2 separate regions of the Siniperca chuatsi genome follow, and region 1 is linked to region 2. A link is a contact called in public Hi-C data. All regions are on one chromosome and are shown on one strand. The core of a region is the stretch at or near the end of the contact, and the rest is flanking DNA. Distances in the headings are between cores, read along the strand shown. Region 1 has its middle 10 kb from the start of fam110d. Region 2 holds the start of LOC122881787.

What was found. Hi-C and Micro-C count contacts between places; a contact is called where the count stands out from the background.
Region 1: a Hi-C map of an unstated tissue shows a contact between it and region 2, with 4 times the contacts expected there. The contact joins the enhancer-like site here to the promoter of LOC122881787 in region 2. A contact is called at or near these places in 3 of 3 Hi-C or Micro-C datasets (liver, skeletal muscle and an unstated tissue).

Annotation. Positions count from the first base shown.
Region 1 is chrLG9:8,145,688-8,153,138 of ASM2008510v1, forward strand. No RefSeq gene overlaps it. Among protein-coding and RNA genes, the nearest start is that of fam110d, 10 kb to the left of the region's middle. Within about 2 kb of position 5,479, the one cell type or tissue checked has an H3K27ac peak away from gene starts, as active enhancers do. A contact at or near this core is called in liver, where this site is marked.
Region 2 is chrLG9:8,082,917-8,090,490 of ASM2008510v1, forward strand. LOC122881787 reads left to right here and starts at 5,406. Exons shown (of 4, transcript XM_044208399.1): 1 at 5,406-5,699. The coding sequence starts at 5,634.

The DNA of each region.
Region 1 (7,451 bases), core at 4,229-6,728, 63 kb after region 2:
TAGAGAGGTGTGAAGTGCTGTGTTGTGGATCAGAGCCATCTGCTGACATGTCTCTGGATAACTCACAGCTCTTATTGTTTGATGAAGAAGACAGTCACAATGTGATGGGAATCCAAAGTGTACAATGAGAATGAGCAGTAATCTTCTTCTTTTTCACGATTCACATTTTTAATTTGGCATGTGTTTTACGTCGGATGCCCTTCCTGACTCAACCCTCTGCATTTATCCAGACTTGGGACTGGCACAAGAAGACACTGGCTTGTGCCCCCTTGTGTATAATATTTCCTAATATTAAAGATCAATATTTGTGTGAGAACAGAGAAAAGCAGCTATCTCATCACATAGTGAGACATTCTCTGGCTCAGGGATTCATAGCCTTTGGCAGAACATCTTTCCTGTGGTAAAACAATACCAGACGTTGAAGGGCCTCGCCAGAGAAGGAGCTGGCATTATGAAAAGCACACTGCAGTCAGACTTAGAGGTCAGTCACCCAATAGGTCTCCACATAAACAACCCAAACCAACACATTCAGGATTTCTATGAAAACAAACACTGGAAAGTAGGGGATTAGTTTTTGTGTGTGGGTCAGTGTCTGTCAGCTGGATGGCTGGAAAGGTTGTCATGTCTAGATGGCAGCTCTGCCACCTGCAATAATATTGAACACTGTAAACGTTGGGCTGTTTGTTGGAACAAGACAAAAACATTGTGATTTTGGTGTAAGAACCCTTCTATGTTGTCTTATAAAAGTCCTGATATTAAAGTGATACCCCACCCAAAATTAAACATTTGAGTATCAACTACTCGCCTCATGTAGGTTTGAAAGGTGGCTGTAAAATGTTTTTGTAGTTTGATCCATCACAAACAACAGCAGCTGTGGTCAGATTGAACTATAACTTGCAGCCAGGTAAAACACAGAACACAGACGTGAACATAAAACACATTATAATTATATAATTCATGTTGGTAACTATGGATTCCAAGTCAATGAATCCGTTGTTTTCAAGTCAAGTCATTTTTGTTAATATAGCTCAAAACCACAACTTTGCCTTCTAGGGCTTTACATTATGTTACAGGAGTGAGAGGTTTCTATGGATGTTTAGATATTTTTCTTTCTTCTTTTTTCCTGCTGTGAAACTTCAAACGTCATTAATTGAATTTAGTGTAACCAACATACTAATTCAAGCTAAACACAGGTGCTGTTTTTCATAGAAAAGTACAAACTCGTAAAACCAACTATAAATTAGTTTGGGTGTCGGCTTTTGAATGCATCTAAATTATCATGCCTTATTTTCTCATCTTATGATCTTATGAACTGTCAATGGAACTGTGACAGCACATTTTTCCCACTGTAAGATGTTACCTTGCAATTCATATTTCACACTTTAGACTAGCTATAGACTTTTGGAAAGTCTATAGCCTGAAAATCATATGAGGGTGTTTTTCCTGTTTTGCAGTAAGTTGGAAAAGACTCAGCCCTGTAATGAAGGATTAATTTGGACAGTCAGTGCTTACTGGAAGCAAAATTCTTCAAAGGTCTTGATCACAGCCTGCCCATGCACTCCAAAAGAATCTGTCCAACAGCTGGCTCAGAACAGATGTGGATCTCGATCCAGGCCAATCGCCTCAGTCTGCAAAACTCACCACCTTCCTCTCAAGACACAGCAGCTCAAACCTATAAACCTGGGCCTATTTTACATCTACACCACCAATTAGTATCATTATGGAGCACTCCACATCCTAACCTGGCCATTTCCGCCTCAACTGTACCCCTACAGCAGAGGGACCAGGTGAAATCAAAATGGTTTCCACATGTATTCTGGTTGCCTGGTGATGTATAGCTCCTGTATGTAAGTAATGAGCTACGCCAAGCATTAGGGTCATCTGGGAGAGATGGTTTACAGATTAAGCCTAAATCCCACAGTTAGCAAACAAGCTAAACAAAGCCTCATCTAAAGACAGTCATGCCTCAACAGCTTTTCCTGTTGTAATTCACCCTCGGATGAAGCCGACTGAAAGAGGATGTTGTCCATCTCTCTATGGTCCGATAGTTCTCTCTGATTTATCCCTCTCCCCTGCAGGAAGACAGAAGTCTCATCACCTGTCCTGTGGCAGAGGTGTTGAGCAGGGTAAGTGGCCCTGTGACAGGCCCTATTGTCCCCTCAGGGATGGAAGTTCTGCCTTCCTTTCTGCTTGTCCCTCAACAGGAGACACAGACCTTTTACCATGTAGGAGGCCCAGCCTGTGGGGACATGCATGGGTTCACATTTACCTTATGTAGCGGTTCGGCTTTTTGAACAGCGGGGTGGTCGGATGTGGATAAACTGATGCTTGTCAACACCTATCTTGTCCCAAAACATGAGACTAAGTGGACATATCTTTTAGCGACGTGAGGCGTGGTGATGTGGCGCAGTTTGCTCGTCTCTTGTTTGTTTCTGATTAGGCTCACACAAGTAGATCTTTCATGAAGTTGATTTAAACTTTAACAGATCTTTTGGATCAGAACTCTGCATACTCAAATGTTTTTTGGTATTAAAGACAGCAAGAAAGCGTTATGATATAATTTGAAACATATGGTATTGTTAAACAGTTAAAATTTTAATTGATGGGGGCTTGGAACTGTTTGGATCACCCATGTGTTCACCAAATGGTGCTCTAGTTAATGAGGGTTGGAGTGCAGCAGCTTGCTGCCGGGCCAAAGGCTTCACACCCAGGTGTCAAAGTGTTCGTTGCCTTTTTGACGAGGACAGTAACAAGCAACTAGCATCTTTGCCAAGATGTGAGTTGTATTTCAACCAGTGTCCAAATGACCATGAAATCACAAGTCATGGATCAAAGCCAAGGATACAGATATGAAGCCCTTTATTGTCCTACTCTTCTATTTGGTAGGGCTTGATTTGAAATGACAGCCATTTATCAAACACACCATCTGAATTTACAACTTTGTATAATGTTAACTCTATTGAGAGAATGTCTGTTTGCCTCTAATGAGTTTGTGGCCCTGGAGGAAACTAATTTACAGTCGCTTGAAACGACGGCAAATGTTTCATGTTAATTTGTTCAGCTCACACATGTACAGAGAGGAAGGCATTTCATAATGTGTCCCAGCAGGGCATTTGCCAATACTGTGTGTAACCTTGCAAGAGTTCACAACGCTTACAGATCTTTGATTCTGTTCTTTGCCAAATGTTGCCCTGATGCAGTCTGTGAGCTCCCATGTTTCAGTGCTGTCAGTCACAGAGGTGGTCTTAGCTTTTAACCCTGTGGAGTTTCAAAGAGAATGGATTTTCCCAGTGCCATCAGCCTTAATCAAAATCACATTGTCTACAGCTATTGGCCCATGGTGAAACTTGGAGGCTTATCTTGAATTTAACTTGGGTCCTTGGTTTGAGTTGCCCACCGTCCTCTGCTCTTTGATCTGCTAAAGCTCTTGCAGGAAGCTTTAGTGCCCCCTAATCAGCAGATTGTGGACCAGTCCAAGCTTCCCTGAGGGGTGCATAGAGAAGACTGACCCACAGTTTGAGCATTAAGGGGTGAGACAGGGCCAAATTGGCAGACGCACAGTCTGGCTCCAGCCATGGATAACCTCAGGGTACTCCCATGCCTAATGTCACATGGTCATTAAATCAAGGTGCCTCCATTAAACTGGATACAACTGCTTTTGACACCAGGGTCTGACACACTGACACCCTTTATGTGACCATTACAGGGACCATTGCCCAGTACAGAGTTGTTGACATAAAGGAGAAGTTTGACAATGCTTGAGGCCAGTGGTAAATCCACAAAACACTCAGCTTGACCAGTGTCTTAATTGTGTAGCGTATTGCATAGATTGCCTAGTGCAGGGATTCTAAGTTAGGAATCTTCTTCTAAAGTTGAAACATGTGAAAAACAGTTGCTCAGCTAACTTATAACTACCAATTACACTGCACAGGGCACATCACCCACCGACATGACTCAAGGCATGTATGTACAACTTGCCGGTCTGCACGACGCGTTGTTGTAGTTGGGAGGTGTACAAGTCAGCTTCTCTGCGAGTCTCTGTCTGATCTACAGTTACCCATAACACCCTTCTAAGCAAAGGTATGCCAAGTCATTTATGTGTATCTTAGTAGAACTCTAATTCCAGCTTCAGTTGTGACTTCTGAACACCATGTGCTGAGAGGGTGAAAACTAGTTAGCAAGCGAGTATCGAAGTCAAAATGGATAGCTAAAGGTAATGGATAAATGGTTGAAACGTCCAGCTTCTGCCACTCCAAGTGGTAATGGTTCAGTACCTACTGTAAAAAAAGAAACAAATCCTAAACAGCCACAATTCCGTGATCACTATAACTTGTATGAAAAATGTATTGTTACATTATCCAATTTAATATTATTAATAGTGTTAAATAACACCCAAATTTAAAATCAGAACATTCAGAACACCTGTGGGGGTACATCAGACAAAAAAGGTTGGGAACCGCTGGTCCAGTGTTTCCAGGAGTCCTGTTTTGCTCATTAAGTTGATTCTGGGACCAACGCTAACACAAAGGGTTAAGAGTCCATCCATTCTTAAAATTGTGAGATTCTAAATATAAAAATATTCACCTTTTTGCCAATACCCTGGACTGCCTCATCTATAAAGCATCCTTAAGGGGTTATCGGGTGGCTAAACAGTTCAGGTTAGGCCTTGCTTGGAGACCTGAGACCTTTATGCCCCCGAAACAATGTCAAATGGAGCTTGACCTCCATCTCTGCCTTTTGCGTCAGACCTCCCACTCACAGGTTGTTTTCAAAGGTCACAAGTCTGCTTTGGTCAGTATCTTCTGTCATTTTGTGTGGGAGCTTTGCCCTAATTGACCCTTGTTGCATTATTGGTCACAGAGGATCCTCTTTTTCTTGTTGTATACCTTTTCCTGCTGAAATTATTATACATGATTGTCCTTGTATAATAGCGGAAATAAATGTGTATTTCTTTTTGCTATACTTCACAAACAACAGGTTACACTTTTGATTTGACAGAGTCATATTTCACTGGTGTTCTGTTGCACCTCATCCCATCAATCTTTAATTGATTTGCTGTGCTGTAAGGTGAAAAGACAGGTAATCAAGCACACACTCTTTAAAACAGACAGACGAGACTGTAAAAGTTTCTAGTAGGAAAGTAGCACCATGTTTACAGATAGTGCTACATGATTACTATCCTGATGTCACTAATAAGAGATTAGCTATGGCAAAAAAACACCATTGTAACTTCAAATCTGTTTGTCCTCTTGTTATTCTTAACCCTTCTACTGCTCATTTTATCAGCTGGAGGTTTCTGTGTTGTCTCCAGGGACAAAGCATTAACAACGAAGACGCTATAAACAGGAAACAGAGCCCTTCTCTGGTTTCGTCTCATTGCTCACAGAAAGAGACAGCCCCATTTTAGTGAGTGACACAAACCAGAACACACACGGACACACACACAAACACAAAGTCCGCAGCATCTATCAGGTATCAGGCTTTATTTACCTACTTGACACCTTAATCTTCCCTCTTGTCAACACAGTGAGTGGAAATTTACCTCACCATGTTTTACAACGACTACCCTGAGAACATTGACCCTGCCTGAAAAAGTCCAAGAATTCATAATCCTTTCTGAAAGAGACAGACATGGATGTTCAGTTAAATTTATTTATATAGCGCCAATTCCTAACAGAAGTTATCTCATTGCACTTTTCCTTAAGAGCAGGTCTAGACCGTACTTTTTATAATATTATTTACAGAGACCCAACAATTCCCACCAAGAGCAAGCACTTGGCGACAGTGGCAAGAATGTGATACTTATTGTAGGCCATGACTTCTTGCAGTGATCCGAATTCGGAGAAGACAAGTGAAAGACAGGAATTTTTTGTGGAAATCTGGTGATTCATGAATGTGGAAAATAATACAGTTCTGTTATTACTTCACTTCCTTGTTAACTTTAGGTTGCAGGAGTCATGTTTTCTTTTGATTATCTGGATCTGATATTTTGGTAGAACAATAACCTGAGTCTAAACAATGAATGAATGTATCAGTGGGAAACATGATTGATTTGCAAGATTTATAAAGTTATTTTGAGTCTATAATATTGGGAAACCCCATGGAAATTTGCTTCACAGATGCCAAAGACATGCGTCATATGAATTATTTACTTTGGAAAGTAAACTTTCCATTGAATGATAGCAAATGGCAGATTGAATGCCTTTCACTTTTGAGAGGAATTTGTCTCTCTCTAACAAACACTGCCTCTTTAGCTTCTATCACTTGGACAAACACACACCCACTTACAGATGAGGATCGTCAGAGTAGGAATCTAACCTGACTGATTTGCAACTGTGTCAGCAGGAGTTGGAAAAATCCAGGAGAAAATAAAGAGAGAGAGAGAGAGAGAGAGAGAGAGAGAGAGAGAGAGAGAGAGAGAGGGATGAAAGGAGATAAAAAGAGGAGTGGAAAGGAAATGCAAGTGTTTATGTTGTCCTGCCTCTTCCTTCAGCCCCTGGTTTTACTTGACATAGGTATAAATATGGGTTTGTATGTTGTGTGTGTTGTGTTGAGTGTTTAAAGAGACAGTTCATCCCAAAATCAAAAATACATATTTTTCTTTTTACCAGTTGTGCTATTTATCCATCTAGATTGTGTGAGTTGCAGAGTTTTGGAATTATTAGCCATAGAGACATCTGCCTTTTTTGAATATAATGGAACTATATGGCACTTGGCTTGTGGTGCTCAAAGTGCCAAAAAAGTGATTTTGAAAAACTCAACAGCAATGCCTCTTTCCAGAAGTCATGACACAGTTACTCGAGATAATCCACAGAGTTTTTCAAATGTTTTTTTTTGGCCGCTTTGAGCACCACAAGCCGAGTGCCATATAGTCCCATTATATTCGAGACATCACTACGGCCAATATCTCCAAAACTTGGCATCTCACACCAAAACAATCTAGTTAGATAAATAGCACTACAGGTAAGAGGGAAAATATGTATTTTTGATTTTGGGGTGAACTGTCCCTTTAAGTGTGATGGTATATGATTGAGTCAGTGTGTGCCCTCCTCTGTGTACCTGCACCATGATCTTGGGTAAGTGAGTCGGTGTTTGCAGGTTAATGGGACTGATAATGCTGAATGATGAAGTGCCTCTAACTGACAACCCCTGTGGGCTGATGTGAGCAGGACTGTCAGGCATCAGTAAACTGTGAAATGATGACTCATAACTCTTGTGATTGAGTCTGACAATGTGAAGGGAGAAAGTCCTGTGTTGCTCTTTCTATTACTTTCTTTTTCTGCATTTTTATGGAGAAAATGTGACAACTAGGTCAACAGAAATGACGTGGTACGCTGTAGTTTTAGATGGATTCCAGGGATATTCAAGCTACTATACATAGTCTTTTTCTCCCTTCAACTGATCGTGGACTGGATGCCTTCATGGTTGTCTGGTCAGGCATCACATTGGCA
Region 2 (7,574 bases), core at 4,156-6,655:
TCTCTAATATTCTTCATCTTCTGCTGTTACTGAGCATGCTCAGTGTGGTGTTTTTAAGGTATGTTGCTCTGGGGTTTTTAGAAAGTCAACTCTGAGAGAGTCAAAGTCAACATCACAAGTACTGTGTTGTTTATAAAATAAGAATGATGATGATTTCTTTCTACAAGCTCTCCTCTAGAGCACTCGGTCAGTGGCACTGGGTTCTGCTTTGATCAAAACTAAAACCCCACATTGGTACCATGAAATTAATTTACCTTTGTGTATTGACTGTACATGTGCTTCTGTGTGCTCTTTACATTATTTTACAATCTGTGTATATTGAGCCATGTGTATGTGTTTTCATTTGAGGTTCATATCTGCTTGAAATCTTTGAATGTCTTAATCTATCATATCTGTACAACATCATAGTTTTAAACTCTTCTCTGTGGGCCTACATGTGTGTGTTTTCTTCTTTGTTGTGAACTTTATATTCCTGTTGAGTGAAACAGCAGGCCTGCTGTTGGGGAACTACCTCCAGCCTTTCAGTACAAACCTGTTTGAACAGGCTATATCCTGAAAAAACTTGCACAGAAGAGCACACAACCACATGTACAGTTTAAAGAAGGGGTTGGGATTTGAAGGGGCACCTCCTTAAAAAGAGCTCCTCAGTGTCTTCAGGGGACCTTGTGACTGTGTAATTATACAAGCTAGTGCACATGCAACCACACATAAGCACACAAACACACATGTGAATGCAAATGCATTAGTTGTCTCTTGTATTCTCTAACAAGCAGCTTTCATAATGATCCTTTCTTAGCTGTAAACCTGTGTGACCTCTGATTCTCTTCACCAAAATAACCCACCTGTATCATGTTGCTAAAATGTTCCCATTGCAACAGCAGAACTATCCTGGCACGTAGACCACCATGCTGCTTTTCTGTTCTCGGATATAACTTGGTCAATAATCCTGGAAAGCAAGAGGACAGTCCTTTTCTTATTTTATATTTACAATCATAACTGAGAGCTTTTGTTTCACAGCAAGACTTTGAGTCTACAGCCATGCCAGCAGCTCTGTGAGGCTGTACTTAGGCAGCTAAATGTTAATGTCAGCAGGCTAACATTGTCACAGTGACAATGCTGACATGCTTATGTTTAGCAGGTATAATGTTTACCATGTTCATCATCTTAGTTTAGCGTGTTAGCATGATAACATTAGCTAAATATCACTGAACACAAAGTACAGCTAAGATTGATGGGAATGCCATTAATTTTGCAGGTATTTGGTCAATAATTTCATCATTTCCAAAATATCGGACATATTAAAATTTTGATCTGATGATGGCGCCACGGGAAAGGTCGTTACTAAAGTTATTACACATAATCTTTTGGGAAACATGAACGTCTGTACCAAATGTCATGGCAATCCATCCAATAGATATATCAGTCAGAACCAAAAAAAGTTAACCTCATGGTGGCGTTAGAGGAAAAGTCAGGGGATCAGCAAAAGCAGTAGGATTCATCCTCTGGGGACAATGAATGTCCTTACGAAATTTCATGACATCCATCCAATAGTTGTTGAGATATTTCAGTCCCAACCAAAGTGGTGAACATTGCCATCCCTAGAGCCACATTGCTAGCATAGCTAAAACCTATATTGACAAGAAAACGAAATATATATGGTATGGTTTGGAAAATGGTAGTAATGTTCATGGTCTAAAACATGCAAAACTAATAGTGGACTGATAGTCCTTGAACTGATGACACCACTGCATGCCTTTTGATTATGGTAACAGTGTTAAACCAGAGTATCATCTCTCTTAAAGTATGTCATGTAAGTGAGTTCAACAGCTCACAGCAACAACAGGTCTGAATATATTTATATCACCCTCAGGCCCTGTAAACTGTAGGTTCACCTGCCATGCCCTCGGACCCTCCCAAACACATTCAAGGTGGTTCTTCTGTTATAACTTTATATAAGTTATCAATGTTATTATAGCGCTAAAGTCAATTTATTTGAAAAATCTGTTTGTTTTTTTTTACTTTCTGGCTTGGCTAAAAGCAGAACCATGATCAATTTTTGTTGTCTATTCGGAATGCTGATGAAATCCTCCTTAAATTAAGACAAATGCAGAAGCGATAAAACAAATGCAGATTTTTTTACTTTGTCATCTTGAATTTACCATTATGGGATGATGATTTAACATGTCGAAACAACTTCTTGTCCTACTATCAACACTGATAACATTCTCATGAAAATATGTTTGATTAGTTGCATCTAATCTAAAGATTTTCTTGAGCTGATTTGAACTGGTCAGTGGACTCACCCACTCTTTCTCTGCTGGTGAAATGGTGATTAATCATCTGTCTTACACCTCAGCGGCTCCAGTCAGTCACTGGAATGCTTCACTATTTACTGAGAGATCAACCTTTCGTCGTGGCCTGTTTTGGAAGGATAACATATACGAAGAGAAGTTTTGTTTGTGTGTGCATGTGTGTGTGTTCAAAGACAAAGCACAGGTCAGGACTCTGTAAACCTGCAGCTCATAACAAAGGCTTAAGTGATGTTTGTGGATGGACTGTGTTGATCTAGTACGTCACAGTAACTAGAGTACTGTGTGCATGTATGAAATGACAGCTTGATTCATCAATGTCTATTTTGGATTGTCATGAATGATAATAAAAGCATATGAACTCTTAGAGTGAGCAGTATTTCCCTTTAAAACAGTTATCTTGTCATTGCGTTCTTGGTGAAATCATACAAAAGACACACTGGTATCTCAGACAATGAGATCTTGAGCAGCTGTGTAATAAAACAAAAAGTATTTAGTAGCATCCCACTGGGCAGTTGTATGGAGAAGCCTCCCAGCATGCACTGGGACAATCGATTGAGTCTAGTTTTATTTGTGTTCCTGCATTGTTATTGGTGTTGTTGTGTTCTACGTTGTGCTCCATTAAGTTTCCACACTCCCATTGCTGTTATTATTAGTGAATGATTGGTGATGTTTGAGTGCATAGATGGGCCTTCTGCATTGTCGATGTTGCTACCAATAAACGCATCGTTCATTGTTAAATCTGCACCCTGCTGAGTTTTTCCTACCTGCAAACCCTAACTCTCCAAAATATTGTTTTTACACAAGGTCAGACAGTAAGAAAAACTACATCAGAATAAGAACATTTATGTTTATTTAAGAAATGTCCTTTTGTTTCTTAAACTGCATGCATACTATAGTGCAGGATGTGATAATAACCACAGTAAACTGGAAGAGGACTAATAACCATGAGAGTTCTTATGTAAAACCTGAAGGAAACATAACAGAAAAATCCTGTTTTGGGAGGAGCTGTGAATGGGCATTTTATTGTGCATTACACAACAGTTGGCATGATAGGAAGTGTCGGTGCCGAAACTCACACGTCTGCAGGGCCTCGTAAAACATTAGAAGAACATAGACAAATGTGTGATGCGTGCAAGTAGAGGTGTTTATGCAACATGCATGGCATTGCATCATCTAACAGCTTGCTTTTAAACATGCATGTGTGTACAAAAAGAGACAAACAAATGCAGGTCACGTGCATGTACACAAGTACGGATGTACGTCTGTTCTCCAATGTGGCAAGGTCCTACTAATCTGACATTTTTCAGAAGTCATGTGTCCATTATTCCATTTATGGCTAACTTTATCAAGCTGTATTTTCCCTCACAAATAAGGTGATCAATACACAAGTCAAATATGGGTTTACAAAAATCCACACATCCGGTGTGTCTATGGAGAAAAAAACTCCAGATAAAAAATGTTTTAGCAAGTCTGTGGTGATTTACTACTTGTCTACTTTTTGAGTGGGACTTTTCTTTGTTGTTTAAATTGATGTAGATGACCACACCTTACCAACAAAGCACGTGACATTTACATGTAGGCCTTGTTTTTATTTGCATAAACAAACTGTATGTGGTCCAACTTTCACCCGACTGACATTTTAAGACATGACACCATTTTAACAAACAAAAATTAAAAGGTGTTACTGTTGTTAGATTAACTGAAAATTTGAGGAGAAACATTGGTGGTTTCACTCGGGATGACACAGATTATGACCCTAATCCTAATCCCACACGGGGAAATGTTTCTCTCTGCAGCACTGCCCCAGTACTTTTCAATCACTTGTTTATGAACGTCCACTGGATCAAATAAATGCTTGATTAAGACTGAAAGTATACAACAGTAATTCCTGACCTGGGGAAGGAAAATAAGTCTGAGGGATCAAAACATGATTAATAGGACATAAAACAAGAAAAATATTTTTCATGCTACTTCAATTTAGATTTTGTTTTCTGACTTTTCTTATTTCTTGTGGCATGCTGTAGTTTTACCTCTTCAGACCTCTAACAGCTGATGTTTGATGCTGAACTGGCAATGTTTCTTCTAGACTGGTAAGTAAACAGCTGTTAAAGCTAATGTTGGCTATTTAGTGATAGCTTCTAAAGCTAGCTAATTACTGACAGTGTTGATATGTTTGCTAAATTAGCTATTTGTTGAAAGAAAGAAAGACCTATGGGAGGGACTGTGCATTTCCTTGTTTCTTACGATAGGTGTGGACACCCCAACTTTCTGGTGACATGCTACCCCCAGTTTGTTTGGAGTATGAATTCGACAGGTGGCCACGTCTTACATATAGCTCCTTTAAACAAATGAGATGAACATTGTTCATTCATTGCACTTTACTCAAGTTAATACTTCTTTCACTTTATTGCACTTTACACTTGTTTTATGTATTGTTGCATTTGTTTTTATTGAGTAAACCGTAGCACTGAAGAAACACATTTTGTTCCCCTGTATACTGAATATTGTATATGGAGAGAATGACAATAAATTCTACCTTAATTAGCAAGCAGAGGTGTCTTACCTTCGGACAGAGCCTTTTTCCAGTCTTTATGCTAAGATAAGCTAAGTGGCTGCTGGCTGTAGCGTCATGTTTTCTGTACAGATCTTGATCTTCTCATCTAACTCTTGGCAAGAAAGTGAATAATATTCATTTAATCTACTTTATTAAATAAGCCAAAGGACAAACTGCACATGCACATTAGTCCAAGCAGCTGTCCTACAGTCTGACCTACTGACCTGCATACTGAAATTTCACTGCGTCAGCAAACTGCTCAATATACTTGGAGCTAAAAGTGGATTCCAGATGTTTTTAACCTGAAATGTTGAGTTACATTTGCCCTGACCTTCAACACTACAGTATTTCAGTCAGGTTTTTCTGACACTACACACAGCAGAGAAAATACAGCAAAGTTCAGCAGGCTCCATGTCAAACCCCTTTACTCAACACACGGCTCATACTGTGTTTGAAGACCAGCCAGTTTTCATCTTGCTATGGCTCTGTCTTTACATTCAGGTCTATTTAGGGCTATAAACATTCTGACTGGTGAGCATACATCAGCCTTGTAAAGTCCAGGCCCACACACACACTGGTGGAATTTCACTGTCCAATCCAAGTCGCTGCAGGAGGTTGAACAACAGGCTCTTAAATGGACGAGCATTACGTGGACACCAGACAGGAGGGGGTGAGAGGGGGGTGACAAGATACTGGGAGCTGAGAAGAAGGACGAGCACAGATGTGAGCTGTCGCCTGCTGCAAAGGTCCTCGACTCCAAATTAGCAATGCATGTGACACGTTATGGAGGAGGATCGCCTGGTTCATCTGCACTGACCTGTGAGTTCTATAGTGTATGTACACCACACGCAGATCATGGTTTAGTGGTATTTTGCTCACCAACATTAATGCATTCATAGCAACAGCCAGTGGTGGAACGTAACTATGTATATTTACAAGTACAATTTTGAGCTACTTGAGTATCTCCATTCTATGCTACTTTATACTTGTACTCCACTACATTTCAGAGGCAAATATTGTACTTTTTACTCCACTACATTCATTTAACAGCTATAATTACTTGTTACTTTGGAGAGTAACATTTTACACACAAAACCAATGATGAGCTAAGCAAATACGACGCATTGTTATACATTACCCAACAGCATATAAAGAAATTAAAATTAGCTCTGCCTTGACCAACTACATTGAAATGCTGCTTCCACATACTGTAAATTTATTGGTGGAAAGTAATTGAGTACATTTACTCAAGTACTGTAATTAAATATAATTTTAAGCACTTGCAGTTAACTTGAGTAATTCCATTTTATGCTACTTTGTAGTTCTATTCCACTACAATTTAGAGGGAAATATTGCACTTTTTACTTCACTACATTTATTTATCAGCAGTTACTTTGTATATTAAGATCAATTTAATTTAAACTTACACATAAGATATAGTGCATTGTTATAGATTAAACTACATGTATATAAACAGCTACAACAATAAAATGCTACTTGCACATTAAAGTGTCAGTATTAATGACTAAATATACACAATACACAATAACACTCAAAAGGGTCATTTTTTCTGCACAATGAGTACTTTTACTTTTTAATACTTTAAGTACATTTCACTGATAATACCTCTGTACTTAACTGCCATTTTGAATGCAGGACATTTACTTGTAACTAAGTATATTTACACTTCGGTATTGTTAATTTACTTATGTAAATGATATGAACACTTCATCTGCCATAGATGTGTAAAGACATCAGTAAAAAAAACTCCAGTAATATAGGCTAATATAATATATAATACATTTTTTTTGCACAATGAGTACTTTTTCATAATTAAAGTATATTTTACTGACAACACTTACATACTTTTACTCGAGTAAAATTACGAATGCAGGACTTACTTGTAATGCGTTATCTTTACACTGTTGCATTGCAACTTCTACATAAGTAAAGGATCTAAATGTTACTGACAACAGGTTTCCGCAAGTACTCAAGGAAACATTCAAATACAAATAGTTTGCTAATGTACAGATATATCAAGACGTGCTGCTGTGCGACAAAGGTATTGACCCACATTCACATTCACCTTTGGACTGGAAGAATTCCAACAATGACACGTCTTTGAACAGTCAACTGTCCGACAGAAGACAGAACAATTATGGCAATAAAAATGATTATTAGCTTTGATGAACTTTGTCATGAAACTAATCAAATCAAACAAAGTAATCACAAATCAGACTACTTCAGCAGGTACATAAAGAATATTTTTAAACTGCCATGCGATGAACCCTATATGATCAGTGAAGCAATCAAAGCCCATTGTTTCTTCTTTTTAGCTTTAAATTTGTTTTAAAGATTTGCTACAATGCCACTTTTACCCATGGTGTATTTTTTTGGTATTATTAATTAAATTATGGCATATTTACCTCACTACTTTATATCAGCATTTGCAGATTGTAACGTGATGAAAAAATATTATTAATAATCACTGCACATTTGAAATATTAGACATGACTGCTTCCTCACAATGTCCAAAACCAGATGTTCAACGTAAAGGACTCTTGAGCCACCTTGTGGTAATCAAAGGCAACGACAATATACTGTAACAGTTTATATGGTATGTTTCTCTTTAGTATTTGCTTTTGGAAAACATCCAGCCAGTAATTAATAAGAAAATACCAGTGAAAGTGAAACCAGATCCAGGAAAG